Linked DNA regions of Gossypium hirsutum: region 1 is linked to region 2. The links are chromatin contacts, called in public Hi-C maps. All regions are on one chromosome and are shown on one strand. The core of a region is the stretch at or near the end of the contact, and the rest is flanking DNA. Distances in the headings are between cores, read along the strand shown.

The links. A called contact is a pair of places that touch in the nucleus more often than the background predicts.
Region 1: a contact with region 2 is called in a Hi-C map of hypocotyl, with 2.6 times the contacts expected there. The contact joins the promoter of LOC107920080 here to the promoter of LOC107918537 in region 2. A contact is called at or near these places in 8 of 34 Hi-C or Micro-C datasets (anther, callus, hypocotyl and 2 more).

What each region holds. Positions count from the first base shown.
Region 1 is chrD13:36,844,938-36,850,292 of Gossypium_hirsutum_v2.1, reverse strand. LOC107920080 (5'-3' exoribonuclease 4) reads left to right here and starts at 1,570. Exons shown (of 23, transcript XR_005923317.1): 1 at 1,570-2,027; 2 at 2,758-2,860; 3 at 2,949-3,025; 4 at 3,103-3,294; 5 at 3,449-3,568; 6 at 3,665-3,727; 7 at 3,814-3,960; 8 at 4,062-4,226; 9 at 4,306-4,383; 10 at 5,166-5,252. LOC121225436 (a long non-coding RNA gene) reads left to right here. Exons shown (of 3, transcript XR_005923318.1): 2 at 1-131; 3 at 245-706.
Region 2 is chrD13:36,416,166-36,421,643 of Gossypium_hirsutum_v2.1, reverse strand. LOC107918537 (40S ribosomal protein S24-1) reads right to left here and starts at 3,445. Exons shown (of 5, transcript XM_016848116.2): 1 at 3,206-3,445; 2 at 2,876-2,917; 3 at 2,602-2,772; 4 at 1,998-2,084; 5 at 1,555-1,908. The coding sequence starts at 3,277. The coding sequence ends at 1,876. It also overlaps the pseudogene LOC107919184.

The DNA of each region.
Region 1 (5,355 bases), core at 321-2,820, 430 kb before region 2:
TATGGCAGTATGTGATTTTAATATGTGTTTCACATTTGTCATGGCTGGATGGGAAGGATCGGCACATGACAGTAGAATATTTCTTGATGCAATTTGAGATCCAAAATACAAATTTCCGCACCCTCCAAATGGTTAGATATTTTATTTATATGTGATTTTTTAAATAATAAAGTATAAGTTCTTTAATTGATAATTTTTATTAAAAAAATCTTGAATTAATTGTTTGTTATATTATGACTTGCAGGAAAATATTATCTTGTTGATTCTGGATATCCTCAAATGAAAGGTTATCTTGGACCATATAGAGGTCAGCGATATCATTTACCTGACTTCCGTAGAGGTAGACCGATATCTGGTAAAGAAGAGGTATTCAATCATTCACATTCATCATTACGTAGTGTGATTGAACGAACTTTTGGTGTTTTGAAAAAAAAGGGCCATTTTAAGGGATATGCCAAGTTATAGTTTTGAAAAGCAAACGATGATCATTGTTGCTACAATGACGATACACAATTTTATCCGAAAATATGTCGGTCGAAATGATGCAGATTTTATAGAATATGAACATATTAACTTGGCATATGAGAATAATATTGATTCAGAAAATGCGCATGGTCGAGAAAGTGATGATGACGACGACGACAACGATGATAGTGATGATGACACTGAATCAAACAATTTTAGTGGTTTTGAAATGGAATTAACAAGAGATGCTATAGCTTCTAGTTTAATGAATTCACTTTAAATTGTAAATGCTATTGTAAAATTTTTAGTATTTATATTTGATATATAAATATTATCCCTTTTTAAAACTTCAATCCAAATATATGTAATATTTTAATTTGTTAGGTTTATGTTTTCTATGTTATGTTTATATATAATATGAGTTATATATTCAAATACATTTTAAAATAAAATAATACAAATGTGTTAAAAGCATTAATTAAAAATAAAAAATATTTTTTATAATAATACAATTGTGTCAATATCTAATTACAAATATTTAATTATTATATTTAAATATTTAAATATAGTTTATATATTCTAATTAAATTTAATAAATAAATAATTTTAATTACTTAGAAATATTTAAAATTAATATTATATATTAAAATATTAATAATAAGTTATAATAATTTTTTTTGATATTTTTACTAAAATATCATAATATTAACTAATTTGAATATTATTTAAATACATATTTGTTACTTTATAATATAATGTCTAAAATGGATATTTTATTCTTCAAAAGTACTTTTTGACAGTAATGCCAAACACTCAAAATTTTCAAAAGCACCTCTCAAAAATATTTTTCTACAGTACTTTTTAAAAGCAATGAAGAAGTGGCCCTAGCTTATGTCTGAAGTGGAGGTGGGGAAAATATCCCTTATTTAGATAAACTTTATATGTTAGGCTAGGAAAAAAGAAGTTTAAGCATCCCTTATTTCCTCTTGAAGTTAAATTTTTAAAAATTAAATAATTTGAAAAATATGAAAGAATAATGTAATAGACGTAAAATAATTTCTAAAAGTTCTGTTAAATAGGTTGCAGCTCATGGTTCGGTGAATCTATTTTTGAAAAGGGGATGAACCGAAATAGTTGCCCAATTGCAACCTCAAAGGTCACTGTAGTCATTTTTCTTTCACACCTAAAAAGAAGGTCGTCGTACCGTGCGATTTCACCGTCTCTACCACAGATCTAAAACTTTATACTTTTTTCACTCCCAGACAAAACCCTTCTTTCTCTCTTAATTAAATTCTTCATTACCAACCCATCCGAGCCGGGGTTGACAGGATAACCACGATCTTTACCGCACCGCGATGGGAGTTCCGGCGTTTTACCGGTGGTTAGCAGATCGGTACCCGCAGTCGATCGTCGACGTGATCGAGGAAGAACCGAGAGAAGACGGTAATGGAAATCAAATACCAGTTGACGTCTCTAAGGCTAACCCTAACGGCCTCGAATTCGATAATCTTTATCTTGATATGAATGGGATTATTCACCCTTGTTTTCACCCAGACGGCAAGGTAAATTTGTAAAAAATACCTTTAGACTTTATTTTTCATCGGATTTTTTAGTTGAATTTCTGAGATTGCTGCTTGTCGGTGAAATAATTATGAGATTTTCTAAGTAAAAGAATGAAAATTTCGAGCTACAGCTTTAGGTATGTTGCCGTTCAGTAAACGTAATTAGGTAAAAGTATGTTGTTTTCTGAAGTGAATTGTGATTCTAGGATTAGGTTTTGTATAGAATAGGGTTTTTAGCATGGTCATCTTACACAGTGTACCGAAATTCATTGTTCTTGAAAGCAATTTTGCAGCTAATGAAGTGGTAGATTGCTTATTGCTGTTAGTATGTTTTTGGTAGTCATTTGTGAAAGCAGTTTATCTTGAATATGTTTCTTTTCCTGTTGCTTCAGGCTCTTAGGTATTGATCTTTGGTCACTTAAACCAAGAGTCAAGCACTCTATCAACGGTCTTTGACCTTGAATTATTTTTTGTTCTCTTTTGTGTGTCAATAAGTCATAGTTTGCTTGCTTTCCTTTCTTAGTAGGTCATCGAGCCTCAAAACACATATTTCTTGAATGTGATATACATGTTATGTATGGCACTATGGCTACATTGCTTCCATTTATTTGCACAATCTTGATAATTGGTGCATCGAAATATTTCTTTTGATCTATTTCTTTCCATTTTTGGTTTGGCCTTGATTTTTACTTGATATTGTTCACCAATGACGGTTTATTATTGTGTGCAGCCTGCACCTGCCACTTATGATGATGTATTCAAATCAATCTTTGACTATATTGACCATCTATATTCATTGGTTCGTCCTAGAAAGCTTCTATATATGGCAATTGGTAGGATTTATTACATGCTTAGTCAATTTTCTTTTATTTCTAGGTTTTTTCTTTAATTCTTTCATTTGTATTTAAAAAAATATTGTAGATGGTGTTGCACCTAGAGCTAAAATGAATCAACAACGTACTCGACGCTTTAGAGCTGCAAAAGATGCTGCTGAGGCTGTAAGTGTGTGCATTATTAACTGATCCAGATTATCCAATTCAGTTGATTTATCTTTTGGTTGTTTATGTTGTCTTAGGCAGCTGAAGAGGAGAGATTGAGGGAAGAGTTCGAGGCTGAGGGGAAAGCTTTGTCCCACATTGGAAAACCGGAAACATGTGACTCAAATGTTATTACTCCTGGCACTCCATTTATGGGTGTTTTGTCTGTAGCACTTCAGTATTACATACAATCCAGGTTGAATCATAATCCTGGCTGGAAGACTACAAAGGTGTGAAGGACAATCCCTTTCTAGCTTCAGAGATTGGATAATTCCTTGCAAAGTGGAGTGATCCTTTCTGTGTATTTTACTACATACTTTGGTTTTCAGGATAGTTTTTCTCTCTAAATTTATTTATGGGGCTGCATTGGGTGATTATTTGAAGGTTATTCTTTCTGATTCAAACGTTCCCGGTGAGGGAGAACACAAGATTATGTCATACATTCGGTTACAACGTAACCTTCCTGGCTTCAATCCAAACACTCGGCACTGTTTGTATGGCCTGGTGAGAGTCATTTCAAAACTAACCCCAACCTTTATGGTTCCTCCTTAAATATTTTGGTTGTAGTTTTAATTTAGGATTTGGTTTTGTCTTAATCAGGACGCTGATTTGATCATGTTGTCCTTAGCCACCCATGAGGTTCACTTTTCAATTTTAAGAGAGGTCAGTGCCTCATTTGCTTAATGCCATTCTTGGTTTCTGATCATTTATTGTAATGGCTGGTTAATTCATTTACCTTGGCTGTACAGGTGATCACTCTTCCTGGACAACAAGAGAAATGTTTTTTATGTGGTCGAGTTGGTCATCTGGCAGCTGAGTGCGATGGTAAGCCAGATAATGGAACTGGAGAATTGAATGCTGTGGATGATACACCAATTCACAAGAAGAAATATCAGGTTTAAAAGTTAAAATTCTTCATCTAAGCGTTACAAGCACTGTTCCCCTTCCCTTTTTATTTGGTTTATACAGTGCTGATTCAATTATTGTGCGTGGACAGTTTCTTAACATATGGGTGTTGCGAGAATATTTACAATATGATTTGGAGATCCCCAACCCCCCATTTGAGATAAACTTTGAACGAATAGTGGATGATTTTGTTTTTTTATGTTTTTTTGTGGGCAATGACTTCCTTCCACATATGCCAACATTAGAAATCAGGGAGGTATGCAATTACCACAGTTTTGCCTTGCTTTTGTTCATTCTATATCATTGTGCTTTGTATGAATGTTATGCTGTTTCAGGGTGCTATAAATCTTCTGATGCAAGCTTATAGAAGGGATTTTGCTTCTATGGGTGGTTATCTTACTGATGCGGGTGAGGTAAATTTTCCCTTTTCCTGTCCATCTATTAAGTCTTTGTTAGAAGTTCACTGTAAAATAATAGATAAAAAATTATCCATGAAATATCAAGTCATTGACTAAGAGTTGTATGCTTTTTTGGGTTTTAACTCGTTAAAAACGGCTGGAGTGGAAAACCTACTATTATTTGTCTTGTTTAGTTGTCCGTTAAAGGAGAATAACAATTTCCATTTTGCCTGCCTAACCTCAAAGTTGGTTCTCATCTAATGAAGAGAAGAAATGAATTCAATCTCCAAATTTAATTATAGTTGTTTTAGCCTTTTCTTTTCTTTTAGTGATGGGTGGGCTGGTCTGAATGGATACATTATGCATTCATAAAATCAGTACTCCATCCCTTGATCATTTACCATTTCAAGATTAACAATCTTGAGATGATGTGGTTTCTTTGGCCTCTCCAATATCATTCCCATGATTAATTAATGGCTAGTATTGTTACCACGAGATTGTTTACTGAAGGGCATAGACCGGCGTTAAACATTTATGTTAGCATTTTAACTTTTAAGTAACCGGATGCATATATTTTATGACATTGAAGAAAACAAAAGAGATAAAGTACGTGCTTAGAGAGAGAGTGAGTGTGTTTTTCCCCCATGTATAAATAACTTGTTCATTTACCCTGGAAGAATGTAATTTATTGCTTGGGATTAAAAATAATTGTTATTTTTTATTCCTTTCTCAATGTTAGAAGCTATAACTGTTGTTATTTCATATGGTTGCTAATATCAATCCTTTTGCTAGTACAGGTTTTGTTAGATAGAGTGGAGTGTTTTATTCAATCTGTTTCTGTTCATGAAGATCAAATCTTTCAGAAGAGGACTCGTATACAGCAGGTGAGGTGCATCTTCTGTGCTTTGATAATATCGTTTTTACGTTACATACATTGCATGTGAATATACACATTTAATTATATTATTTTTAATAAATACATTAATT
Region 2 (5,478 bases), core at 2,196-4,695:
AAAATATAAAATAGTACAGTTGCTTTTAAAACTTTTAAATTAAAAGTTGTTTCTTTTTTCTTTAATCCAAAAATTAGAAGTAGTTAGAGATGAGAAGCTAATTAATTTGAAGTTGCCTTAGAAACAAACAGGGAAAAAAAAGTTGAAAAAATGGTTTCTTTTTCTGTAATTAAAAAATTCAAAGTAGTTTTGGTTCCCAGAGATGAGGAGCCAATTAATTTGAAGTTGCATTAGGAATAAACGGAAAAAAATAACTGAAAAAATTGTTTTTTTTTTATTTGATCAAAATATTAAAAGTAGTTTCGGTTTCCTAATAGATGAGGAGGGAATTAATTTGAATTTGCCTGGGAATAAATAAATAAAACTAAAAAAAAAAAAAAGAGCTAAGCATTTGATTGGAGAGTTAATTTTTTCAGTTTTCTTTTCCTTTATTCCCAAGGCAGCTTCAAATTAATTGATTCCTCGTCTCTTAAAAAACCGAAACTATTTTTAATTTTTTGATCAAATAAAAAAAGAAACAACTTTTAATTTAAAAGTTTTAAAAGTAACTATATTATTTTATATTGTTATCAATATTTCTTCTTTGTATCTTTAAAAAGGTTTCATCTTTCTCAACATTTGAAATTTAGAAAAACATTTGAGGATATTTAATTTTCTCAACATTTGAATTTTAGAAAAGAAAACCATAGGAACGACATCAAAAAGTAAAGACCCAAAGCTTTTTAGTTTTCCTTTTTTCTTTTCTTATAAAAGTTAAAAGTAAACTGCTTTGCTGGTGAATACGAAGTTTTTACTCTTCTTTTGCTAAGGCTATTCTTCTAACTTCAGTTTAATTTTTCCATTTCCAGTCAAAAAAAATTTATATTCTCGCCAGTGTCGGGGGCATCAATAATTTTTTTTAAATCGACATATCCATATTTTTCAGGTATTTTTTAAAAAAAATACATACAGAATACAGTAATGGTACTAAAAATGATTTTTAAAAAAAATTAACCATGACATAATGATTAAGAAAAAGTTAGATAGTGCTGCCTATGTGTTAAAAGACACCAGCAAGGGACTATAACAAAATATCTATTTTCCTAAATAATTTTTTGCCTCCCCATTTTGATAAATAATTATTTTTTCTCACATTATTTTGGTAAAAAATCCAAAACCCGATGATGGTATAAAATTAGATACGAGTAAAACACTTTCGTCCTTTGTGAAAAGGATAAAGAGTCTTGATCCTAAAAGAGCATATCTAAAATAAAGTATCATACAAACAACACACAATTTGATTTGTTGTACCCTAATAAGCAAGATTTAACTGTTCTCCAAATAGACATTGGCATATAACTAAACATTTTAAATGAATCAAAATCTCAATTAATTTATTATACTTTTATCGAAACCACATAAAAGATGATCTCAAACGAAAACTATTAACCTAACATATCCGGAAATATATATAATAATTACACATGAATTTTACCTTTAAAAATCTTTACACATGAAAAAAGTCGTTCAACATATTCATTCGGACAAATTAGTAAATCTATTCATGGAAGGACATCCAAAAAAGTGTTGCATATCTATTCATAAAGTGCATTTAAGATTTTCTTGCATCAACTACCTTTTTTTTTTTTGGATTCAAGATTTGGTAGGATGATAGAGCAAGTACTGCCTGACAATATCAATGGCAAAACATGGGATATTTCAAAATCTGCCATGAAAGAATTCTCAAAATAAGAAAAATCAGATCGTAATAATATAACTAAACATCAGATAACAACACCAAAAATCTGGTTTCCAAAACAAAAGATTCAAGAACCCTAAAAAACAATGTTGAAAAGCATTGGCTCTGTGATAAGCACGAGTTTTGCCTTTTAGCTCTCACTTCTTCTTTGCTGCTTCACTGGCCTTGGTCTATTTGAAACAAGCAAAAACAGTTAGTCAGACGTTTACAAAATGACAGCAGTTCAAGTAAGGTAAGTAAAAATGTCGATCAATCTTACCTTCTTTACTCCACGGATCTTCTTAGCCCTGTTCTTCCTTTCCTTCATTTGTTTCCTCGATTTCTCTACCTTGGTATCGAGTCCATTCTGAAACAGCAGCATAAATAATTAGTTTCTTACATTACATAGGGACCTTTTCAAAGAGACACCGATATAGTACAACTCAGAACAACCACTAGGAATACAAAAGGTATGAAATTGGGAAAAGGCCTTCAGAGTCAATAATGAAAACTGGCTCAAGCTTTCTTCATTAGCAGGCAGTCCTCAAGCACAAATTAGAGCACCAAACTCTAGTTCCAAATACAACACTTTAAGTGCTAGGTTGACTCCATGCACTATAGTCTATGTTACTTGGACTTAGCTAAGAGTGTTAGGTACGAATATGTTTTAATCTTTTCTAAGTCCAAACATGGGTCAGATACAAGTACTTCAACAAAAACAAAGAGAGGGAGTATAACATAGAATTGAGCAATGCTTAAAGTGTGAAAAGAGAATTCTGCAGATAAAGTCCATAAGAGAAATAGAATTCAACATGTTAAAGCAAATGCAGCTCATACAACTAACAAATCCAGAGAAAATATAGAATAGAGCCATCAACAATTACCCTGATCAGCCTGTACTTGGGCTCGTACTTCTTGGCGTTCTCAACAGAATCATAAATCAAACCAAATCCAGTAGATTTTCCACCTCCAAAATGAGTCCTAAACTTGAACACAAAGATTGAATTGGGGTCCTTCACCTCATACATTCTAGAGAGCTTTTCCTTCAACTCCGCCTAAAGACAATAAATCAACAGTCAAAAAGCAGTTAATACAATCCATGGTACACGACCAGTTAAGATAAGATTCTGATATTATTGAAAAACATTAAAGATTTACCTTGGAAACATTGGGTCTTCCAGGATGTAGAACGTCAATGATCTAAAAAAAGGGGGGGAAAAGTCATGTTAACAATAAACTCAAACAAATATTTTTAAGCAAAGAACATATTTTACTATAATCGCATTTTTTAAGCAAAGAGGTGTATTGTATTCAAATAAAAATTCAAACAATGTTCTAAATTAAGCATCTTATCAGCAATGCAATAAAATCGCAAATTTAGCAACTATATCCTGTAAGTCCCTTATTTAATCAGATCTATAAATTGAACATTGAACATTGAACATTGAACTAAACTTGGCTAACGAGAGAAAAGAAAAGGGCACTCACAAATTGCTTCCTGGAAAGAAGCCTGTTGGTCATGAACTTCCTGGTCCTAATAGTCACTGCCTTGTCAGCCATGGTCAAGCAAAATCTTCTTATTTCCTTTCCGGCACAGGTCAATGGTAAATGCTCTGAAGGCTTTCAAAAGACGACAGCAGCAACTCAAGCAAGACAACGGAAATGGCGAGAATTTATACCACTGATAATTAGGGTTTTGCTTCTTTTTGGGGCTAAGCGAACTTTCTATGAGTAATGACACTTGGATTGGGCTAACAATTTTAGAATTTGATTGTTTTAGGCCTGACCCAACTTTCTAGTTTTGTTGGGCTATGCCAGAATTCGGGTATTGAAATTTCATCAAAATTGGATAATCAAGATTTTGTTTTGTAATTAATAATTATGGTGGTGTTTAAACTTTTTCTTCTTTGGAATAATACGTTCAATGAATTATAATTACGGATGGAAAATCAATCTTCAACTATCGATTAATTTTGAATTGATCCGTTCTGAAATTGTGACAGTATATAATCTTTTTAAGGTAAATTTAGAATTAGAACTTATCATGATGCATACACCAATCAGTAGAGTTAAGGATGAAAAATAGAGAAATTAAAAATTAATCCGAAAATTATTTCAAAAAAATATTTTATAGAAGTTAATAACTTTTTTTACTTGCATGAAAATTTATGTTTTTAGAAATATTTACGACTAGAGCTTATTTTGTTAAAATAAATCTAAAAATAAAAAATAAATATAAAAAACCGAAAACTAAATCAAATCAAAAAAGTTCAAACAACCCAACCTAACTGAACTGGTCTCGCTCTTACCGATCACCGAGTCTTAAATTTGTGTAAAAGTATTTTCTTCGGTATTTCATTTTTTTAATGATTTTTTAGTAGAGATTTACAATTAAAAAGGGTAATGTTATCCAAACTCTTAATTTTTTTTTTTGGTAAATATGCATGAAGGAATCTTTCAAATACACGAAAAAGTTAGGGAAATTTTTTTTAAATATTTCCATATAGAGTACATACACGAATCATTTGGAGAAAAGGAAAGAAAGATTTATGGTGCAAAATGGGTTTTCATTGTTTGATTTTCCAACATAAAATAATGCTTAGGATCTTCCTTTACAGATCGATTATCAACTGGTTGTATGTTGTCATCTGTTTGTTAGAGATTGAATGATTTGCTCCAAAATAGGATTAGGAGAGGGAAAAGGTGAAACATATACTGTTTTATCAAAAAGGGTGGATTTTCATTGTTCAAACACTCTTGCACATTTTATATATACCAACAGCATCAACTGGGACTCTGGGAGGGGTGTTATTCATTGACAGAGTTTTGAGTATCCGGATCGGAGTAGCTTCTATTCTTACAGTCATGGAAACCGGAGTCGAAATGCTTGAAGAATATGATATGAATCCTATTTGTTGATACCAGGTAGTGTTGGAGTTTGTACCAAAACTGTCCAAGAATCACGATATTATGAATGAACAGCAGAGAAGACTGAGAACCTGTCAAACACAAGATTGAACTTCTTGCATTACTGAGAACGGCTTATCTGATTTTTCGTACTCTTCGTCCAAATGGCTCTATCGTGCGCAAATTGGACTATGCTTGCAGCTCCCCTACTTGTCCCTTATCTCATGGTGATGCACCGATTTGGTTGATTCATTTGGTGCTCCATCAGTCATATAATTCTCAAATTCCTAAACCAGAAAATTAATCTCTTCGAATCGGCCATACATTGAAGCACATTCGTTTCTACAACACTGAAGAAGTTGCAAACCTTTGATGCCTGCATTTTGCGTTAAGAAATCGAAGAGGGAACTTGTAGATGTACGGTTGGTAGCACAATCGTGACAGAAGTTCACAAACCGGGGTGTTTCCTTGACTCCTTGCCCTGTCCTCCAATCCAGTACTAAGCAGGTAATTCCCCATCGATCATATCCACTATTTTAGTCACATCTTGATCAATGATATCCAATTTAGCAACCATTGCGGTAGCAACACTCCATGCGGTATCAATTTCAATGTCGAATGGGAACTATGTATTTTGAATACGACCTGCAAGTTGACAGAAAGAGCAAATACTAGTCAGATTCGGGTTTCCACATTGAAAAAAAAATGTTGAGGAAGTTCCTAACCATCTTTATCAGCGATCCAGAGTCTCAAACAGATACCACCATCATATCTCGTCTTCCCCTTAATGCTTATGTCAAGATCCACAGCATGTTCATCCTCCTGATGCTTGAAAAGCTCGGTTTCAGCAAGAT